Regions from separate parts of the Sus scrofa genome. Here all the other regions are linked to region 1. Evidence: chromatin contacts called from public HiChIP or PLAC-seq data. All regions are on one chromosome and are shown on one strand. Each heading gives the region's core, a stretch centred on a gene start, on an enhancer-like site or on the middle of the called end of the contact. The rest is flanking DNA. Distances are from core to core; before and after follow the strand shown.

The links. HiChIP or PLAC-seq counts read pairs in DNA pulled down with a chosen protein or histone mark.
Region 2: a contact with region 1 is called in an H3K27ac HiChIP or PLAC-seq map of skeletal muscle, with 6 times the contacts expected there. The contact joins two enhancer-like sites. A contact is called at or near these places in 8 of 47 Hi-C or Micro-C datasets (embryonic fibroblasts, epiblast stem cells, fetal skeletal muscle and 4 more) and 1 of 2 datasets of contacts at active chromatin or transcription factors (skeletal muscle).
Region 3: a contact with region 1 is called in an H3K27ac HiChIP or PLAC-seq map of skeletal muscle. The contact joins two enhancer-like sites. A contact is called at or near these places in 2 of 47 Hi-C or Micro-C datasets (embryonic fibroblasts and fibroblasts) and 1 of 2 datasets of contacts at active chromatin or transcription factors (skeletal muscle).

What each region holds. Positions count from the first base shown.
Region 1 is chr15:93,202,009-93,204,759 of Sscrofa11.1, reverse strand. The region is part of intron 5 of GULP1 (PTB domain-containing engulfment adapter protein 1); the gene reads right to left. Among named protein-coding and RNA genes, the nearest start is that of DIRC1, 210 kb to the left of the region's middle. Within about 2 kb of position 1,394, at least 18 of the 83 cell types and tissues checked have an H3K27ac peak or open chromatin away from gene starts, as enhancers often do. A contact at or near this core is called in fetal skeletal muscle and skeletal muscle, where this site is marked.
Region 2 is chr15:93,669,563-93,672,313 of Sscrofa11.1, reverse strand. The region is part of intron 6 of COL5A2 (collagen type V alpha 2 chain); the gene reads left to right. Among named protein-coding and RNA genes, the nearest start is that of COL5A2, 88 kb to the left of the region's middle. Within about 2 kb of position 1,328, at least 17 of the 83 cell types and tissues checked have an H3K27ac peak or open chromatin away from gene starts, as enhancers often do. A contact at or near this core is called in fetal skeletal muscle and skeletal muscle, where this site is marked.
Region 3 is chr15:93,602,004-93,604,754 of Sscrofa11.1, reverse strand. No RefSeq gene overlaps it. Among named protein-coding and RNA genes, the nearest start is that of COL3A1, 46 kb to the right of the region's middle. Within about 2 kb of position 1,409, at least 13 of the 83 cell types and tissues checked have an H3K27ac peak or open chromatin away from gene starts, as enhancers often do. A contact at or near this core is called in skeletal muscle, where this site is marked.

The DNA.
Region 1 (2,751 bases), core at 145-2,644:
CTAGTATCCTTGAGGTAGCGTTTCGATCTCTGGCCTCGCTCAGCGGGTTAAGAATTCGGCATTGCTGTGAGCTGTGGTGCAGGTTGCAAATGCAGCTTGGATCTGGCGTTACTGTGCCTGTGGCATAGCCTGGCAGCTGCAGCTCTGATTTGACCCCTAGCCTGGGAATTTCCATATGCTGCGAGTTCGGTCCTAAAAAGCAAAACAAACCAAAAAAAAAATCAAAAAGAAAATCAGAATACTCATGCACTTAGTGGATGGAGTTTCTTCCTCTCTCTCTCAGCACTGTCAGATTTAGTGGTAGAAAAATTACAGAAGCTCAGTTAAATATGAATATTAAACAATGACTATTTTCAAAAATCTTTATTTTAGAATACACATATACACTCCACACACACACACACACACACACTTATATATAACATATATATGCTATTTAGTATAAGTATGTCCCATGCAATACTTGGGACACAGTTGTACCAAAAAAATCATTCATTGTTTATCTGAAATTCAAAGTTTACCAAGTGTCTTAGTTTTATTTGGCAATGCTACTCTCTCCCCACTTTCCTTCTTTCCGTCCTCCCCTGCCTACCTTTTTTTTTTCAAGAAACAGAAAAGAACCATTGGAAAATAATTTTATTCATTCTCCCCTTGTGAGGGCTTCAAAAGTTAGTTTCTAGTATAAAATTTTTCAGCATATGGCTCACCCTAACTTGATTCAAAATAGACTATACGTAAGGCAGGGTGGGGTTTCAGTCTTCTTTTGTGTGTCATATTTATTGCATTGTGCATTTCTTTCTAATTCAGGCCAGATGTGAATACACATGGTATAGTTCAGTCCCAGAGCAGAGAGTGGCTGAAGGCCTCTTTCTCTCTTCATGGCTTTGCACTGCATGGAGAATAATGTACTTAATGCATATAAGAATGCCTTGAAGTGTCTGCCTTGTTAGCCAAGACAGAGGGGGAATGGGGGGGTCAGGGGGTGGTTCTATTTCTTTTATTTCATTTTGGATGGTATAATTTTTCAGCTTGCTGTCTGTCCTGTTCTATAAATACAGACAGCTTTTTTTCTTGGTCTTCAGCAGTCTTACATTTTGCACATAAATTTGACTAATTCATGCCAGAGGAATTTTCTTTTTCTTTTGTCTTTAAGAAACTATGTTTTGCTTCAGTAAAGATCTTTAAAAATTATCCCAGCTCCCTCCCAAAGAAAGTGGATTAATTTGTTTCTTTTCCCTTCATAATCTTCTTCCTGTATTGGTATAATCAAAACAATTTGCGGGTTTTCACATATGGAGTCTGACAAAGTAAGTCAGCTGCTTTCCATCTATGGGAACGCATCTGAACAAAGCCATTCCCATGGTTGGCTGCAGAAGCAGTCTAAGCTGGCTTCCTGGGTGCTGCTCTTTTCCAGAAACAGACAATGAGCAATAGCTCCTTTTCCACATCTGGACACCACCGTTCCTGTGACCTCTTTTACTTTCCAAAAAGTACATCACAAAACAACCACTAATATTAAACTTATCTGTTGAGTTATTTCTTTTCTGCCCGGAAAAAAAAAAAAAAAAAAAAAAAAAAGGGAAGAAATAATGGAAAAAATGAACAAAGGGAGGAAGTAGGGGCTAGAAGTAGAAAAAACATGGGAGGGAGGAAGGGAAGCAAGAGAATGGGACAAAGAAAAAGAAAGGAACATAAAATACCTGGCCTACAGCTTGTGAAACCTTTTCCTCTGCTTCACATCAAGATAAAGTAATTGTGCTCAAAGAAGATTCAGAGGTCACCCAATCCAATCCTCCCATTTCAAAGGTGAGAAAGTAAGTCTCAAAGAAGTTATTTACTTGGATCATAACATGAATCTATAGCAATCAGGCCTAGAACCTAGTTCTGCTACCTACTAAATAACACTTTTCTTTTGCACAGCACATTTTCTGAGTTAGACAAAAAAAATTTCAGTTCTATTGTCATGTTTATCAAGGTTTTCACTGGTTACTGGCCTTGATTGTTGCATAGATATTGCAAAACATTTAAGCTTAAGGTTACATCTGTTCAATCTATATTTTAAACGGTTTAATATTCTCATTCCTGCCCTTATTTTTAAAATTTAAGATGACCATATTCTATAGTTTGCATGATCTACATTTCTTTTCCTACTTGGAGACCTCTCAACTGTGTTCCAGAACACTTCTAATTTACATTTTGAAGACACTTTCATTCTTACATTGTATTCTTTTTTTCTCCCTATTTATTACTGGAATGTTAATGCTAAACAGCCTTTTTGCAGTTTTATTTTCTATTTTTGCTCCACTGAATTTATCTTTTGGTCATCTAGATAGAGTGATTTAGATGACCAAAAAGCTTGAATACAATAGTCCAAAAAAAATAGTAAAAGGGGGTAAAGCCTAAGAATTTTGGAGGTTACCTGGATACAACAAACAAATAAAAACAAGCCTTTATCACCGCAAATGATGTGGAAGGATGAACTATTACTTGAAATACATAAAGTTCTTTGTAATAATATGCTACTGGTAAGTGGAATAGTTTAAAGAATACTAAAGGGAATGCAATTGAATTTTAATTATCATGATCACACAATTTCTATTCCTTTCTCGAAAGACTTTAAAAAAGTGAAATCTAACTAATTATTAATGGAATATACTTATTAGGCAATAAAATTAATGAATTAATTCTAATCCTGTTGTATGAATAAAAATAACTCACTATTAAAAACAAAATTCATTACAATAACAATGG
Region 2 (2,751 bases), core at 79-2,578, 470 kb before region 1:
CTGCCTGAGATACTGGGAATATTCTGGAGGATGGGAAGGAATAATTATACATTGAACACTCACCTTAATATAAAACTTATGTGCATCAGATCACTTGGAAATATGAAAGTATGTGTTTTAATGTATTCTAAACATAATTTTTGTTTTAAAGTTTTATCAGTAAAATATATAATATTTTTTCTTATTTTCTCTTATAATCATGCTCATTATGCTCACTTAATTTTGATAACTTTAACAAGTTTTTATTGATTTTAATCTCAATTTGTATGGAAGTAAATCATGTAAGCTATTTAGAGGAGATACCATGGAGGCACAGAATGCATCATGAAGCCAGTGAGAAAGTGAGCTGTCTTCAGAGCAGACTTTTAAACATGATCATTAATCACAGAGAACTGGAAAAAGGACATACGTTTTTGAGGATTAATATTAGCCAAACCTCTCTCTACTCCCACGGACACTAAATGTTGTTTTTGGTTTTGTCTTTGGAAATCTCTTTGGGAGCAGAGATTGTTTTAGCTCTTTTTTTGTTGTTGTTGTTATTTTTTTATCTCATTTTTCTCAATATTAACAATACTTGGTTATCAATGATCAGTTTCACACTTTAAAAATACTTTAAGAGTTTTCCACACAAGGTTTTGTGAGTAGGCTGGACTATTGCCAATATACATTTCCAGCTCATGGTGTCACATTTATATGATTCAGAAGTCCTATATAGCAATTAAAAATTAGCCTCCATTATGTATAATGAAAAAAGAGTGCAGTGATTTGTTAGTGGTTTAGCAGTCAGAAGGGTCTTGATTTTTAAAGGGTGAGAATAATTTTCTGAGAAATTAGTTTTGAAAATGTGAGCTTTTTTAGGCTAAGTTACCTACTTCTATTTGAATAGATAAATTAGCTGAATTATTCCACTACTCCAGAAAGTAAACATGTCAAACATAAATGTTTGAATATATTGAAATATATTAGTTAAATTTCTCAATAGCTATTATGCCCCCAAACATCCTATACAAACTGCCCCCTCTGCTTATCCCATATTTACTCCCTCTGCTGTATCAGGTCATTTTGGCTTATTATGTAGATATTCTCATGCTTAAGCATAAGAAGCTTCTTTTGCTATTAAACTCTAACTCACTTACCATATTTTTCTTGATCCCTGCTTCTATTTAGTAAAATCACATTGGATTTTGAGTTCTTTAGTCCTTTCTTTCCTTTCTTTCTTCCTGTTTAGAATCTCCAGGGTTAAAAAGCCAGCAAATACTTAACAAGTCTTATGGGAATGATGAGGTTAGGAGACGGAGCCTTTCCAGAACTGAGGACGTGGCTGTTCCCCAAGCTGCCTTCAGAATGTGGGTTAGGAGGAGGGTGGAATTTGGCAGCTAACGCTCATTGCTCACTTCCCTGAGAACTAGACTTGGCAGAGTCCCCATGCCTTTCCCTCTCCTTCTCATTGCTCTGGTCTACCTTTGGGAGTGGTAGGGAAAATAAAGCGTGCCAGACTTCAAGTACTAGGGTAAAGAGGATTGAAATGTGAAAATGTAATAAGCATATACTGAATGTCTACTATCAGCCAGGAAATATGTGAAGCATTAAAAAATTAGAAAGATGAGAAAAACCACAAACCCCGATCAGGAACCCATCACATTCTTTTTATAAGTGAGGAGAGATTAAGCAAGCACATACAAAGTTAATTTAATCTAAGACAGACAAATGAATTTAGAAATTGTTGGAGTTTCCTGGTGTCCGAGTGGTTAAAGGGTCTAGCATTATCACTGCTGTGGCTCAGGTCACTGTTGTGGCACAGGTTTGATTCCTGGCCTAGGAATTTCTGTATGCCATGGGCATGGCCAAAAAAAAAAAAAAAAAGAAAAAAAGAAAAAGACAATGTTGATTAGATATTCTTGAAGAGCAAAACTCAACCAAATAAGCAAGCTGATTATAAAATACTGATGAACTGAATTCAGTCTTCCAAGAAGAATGATTACTGGGGATTTAACACATCAAAAGTAAAATTCTTACACAGAATATACCATGTTCTGATGGTAGAGGCTGTAACCAGTGCTGAAATCTGCAATGTTGGCATAGCTGATGAAACATACTGTAGGGGGCTGGCTTGCTATTTTTTAAGACAATTTTTTAAAGGTAGTTTTAGGTTTACATCAAATTGAAGGTAAAGTACAGAGAGTTCCTATATACTCTCTGCCCCCATACATGCATAGCTTTCCCCATTATCAACATCCCCTGTCAGAGTCCATAGTGTACATTAAGGTTCCCTCTTGGTGTTATATATTTTGTGTCTTCAAGCAAGTGTATATTTACATGTGTATACCATTATAGTATCTTAAGAGTATTTTCACTGCCCTAAAAATCATTGTGCTCTGTCTATTCATCCCCCACATCCTCACCCTAACCCCTGCAGCCACCAACCTTTTGCTGTCTCAATAGTTTTGCTTTTACCAGAATGTCATAGAGTTGGAATCATACAGTATGGCTAGTCATTTAAAAAATAACGAAAACACTTCTCCATTGAGAAGTCTGTGCATTTTGTTTTCTACTAAGTACATATTTATTTATTTATTTATTTATTTATTTATTTTTTGTCTTTTTGCTATTTCTTTGGGCCGCTCCCGCGGCATATGGAGGTTCCCAGGCTAGGGGTCGAATCGGAGCTGTAGCCACCGGCCTACGCCAGAGCCACAGCAACGCAGGATCCGAGCCGCGTCTGCAACCTACACCACAGCTCACGGCAACGCC
Region 3 (2,751 bases), core at 160-2,659, 400 kb before region 1:
GTGTTAAATAGAAACATCTCCTGCATGACTTCTGATGTCCTCCTTTTGCTGTCCCCATTTTCCCCTCTTAACCTAATTTCCTCAGTAAGTATGTCTACACCCTGTGACTCTTCCCTCGGTCTAGTCTTTGAAAAAAAAAAAAAAAAAAAAAGTTCTCTGTGTCCTTGCCAAGTCTCTTTAGTCTCATCCTTTTCTTCCCTAAAATGAAGACTCATCCTTCTTTATCCTGCAACAGGTTCATTATAGAAGAATGTATTCATTCTTTATTGCCTATAAACCTGATTCTGTTTCACTATACTTCCCTTGAACTTGTGCTCCCCTTGAGCAACAGCCTGCCAATATTTAATATCATTCTTTTGATGGATCTCCATGAAATGTAGATTAGAAAAAAAAAAGACAAAAATCTGTCACCTTGCTATTCTAAGCTCTTTGGTGCAGACTCTAACACCACTACATGAAACCCATGCTTCAGCTGAAACTGGGCTAATATAAATTGCCAAATATACTTCACATAACCTTTCCTGAATGCCTCCAAAGAGGCATGATGGTTCCATTCTTGTGCCTCTCTAAGTGACTTATATCATTCTTTCTTTCTTTGTTTTGGCGACATCCATGGCATGCAGAAGTTCCCGGGACAGGGATGGAACTTGAGCCACAAATCCCCACCTGCTAGGCCACCAGGGAACTCCTTTCTAACTTTCTAATACAACTTATTACTTTGAGTCCTGTGACATGTTGGTTTCTAAATTTTGTGGAATCTCGTTCTATTGCTCAAATCTTTTTGAGCATGTAGTTCTGAGCTTTGCATTAATAATTGCTCAATAATGTCGTTGAGTTGATATAAATAGATTTAGGTAGCCCGGATTTGTCACCATCCCATGACCGTGGAATAATCATTCCTGTTTCTAATTCTCCTTTTTTTTTTTTTTTTTGGTTTCTTACTCTAAAGTAGCTTTCATTTGCTCCAGTTTACCAAAATCATACTCCTTTACTGTACAACTCAAGTTTAATTTTCTTAAAGAAGAATGTTATGACAGTATAATCATCACTGGCCAATTCATTTTCTACTCTACTACCTAGATCTTGCACGGTTGACAGAGCACAATTTAGCACTTAATTGTTCATCTTGAAGGCTTTTGTACCATTTCATATGGGTTCAAATGATCTATTCTAGACAACACATTCCTAACAGAGAGGAATCATGTGTTATATTTCCCTAGAGTGTTTGGCGGAGTGTGAGAGTGGAATCGGAGCTTGTAGTAGATAATGTGTTGTTCCAGCCATGTTATCTCTTCAGAGCCAGAGTGTTGACCTATCAGCTCCTATTACGGAGGGCTCACGGCCATGTCCCTCACTGAAGATTCCTTCAGTTGCCAAGACTGCCTTACAGAAGTTTCCCCTACTCTCCATTCCTTCCAGGTTCTGGCCCAGAGTCAGCGAGTATCTGAGTGAAGGATACACAGACCCATCCTTCTTACTGTGAATTACAACAATTCAGAAAGGCCATCTTGGCGCCAGAGCTTCTTGGAGGATTGCCAGAAGCCTCCGTGTCAACTGCATGTGGGTCATCTTCTCTTTCTGTCCAAGCTTGGCTTTCAGTATCTCCTGAGCTGATGCCCAATAAATCTTCCATACATAAGTCGCCATCGTAGAGTATGTTTCCAGGGAACCTAATCTAAGACAGAAGTTAAATATTTTAATTTTTTTCTCCCTTTTATTTAATTGTGAAATGTCTCATTTTCAAAATTCCAACAAACATATAGTTGCTTTCCCATTAACACTAAACTGGCATGAAATACAGTAATTCCCATTTATAACTTTTATGGACTACATAGGGTGGCCTTCTGTTAATAAATGTCATGACAAATGTGGTTAAAAAGATGTCAAGTCATTCTATGTATTTTAGTGAAAACACTCAGGAGTCTAAAGGGAAATACTTTTTGAACAAGATTTAAAGAGGTGAAAAGAAGAAGGGGAAGCAAAAATTATCAGACAAGAATTTGTTTAAAAAAATACTGGCTATGGATCTTAATCTTTTTTCCTTTATGGCATTGAGTCAAAAGTGATTCTTCGACAATTTCTGACAACTTTGGGTGTGGTAAAGTGGGAAACATACAATTTGGTGAGAGGTTTCATGTATGCTCTGTCACATGAAATATTTTCACCAATGTTGTATCAAGCTCACTTAGTGAGTTATGACTCAATGGAGAGTTATGTCTGAAAGGAAAATATTTTTCACAGTTTATGACTCACTTTTAAAAATAAAGACATTCCTCTAAGACAGAACTCAGACAAGTATAATTTTAGTATAAACTAGATAACAGTACAGTCACTTTGGTGTTATTTCTAACCTTGGTGCCATTCCTTTAATTTTTTTCTCTATATTTTTCCTAATTATTATCAAAATAAAAAATTCATGGATAAAAATGGTATTGTGTTAAATGAAATAAGCACTATACAGAATTGTACATGTGTTTTGTCAGAATTATGTCATATTCAAAGAAGACTTTAAAGAAGGGTTCACTGATGTGAGAAATAATTTTTGTCTTACTTATCTCCATTTTACAAAAATGTTATAATGACTGCAAAAATTTTACCCCCAAGACATAAAATAAATTTTACGAGTGAAATAATTTTTGCTTAGATACCAGTTTGAAGGTAAAGAGAGTTCTATTCCATTCTCCATCAAGAAAGAGATAAGGTGAGAACTGTGAATTAGAAGATTTAATTACATCAGTATTTGACATCTAT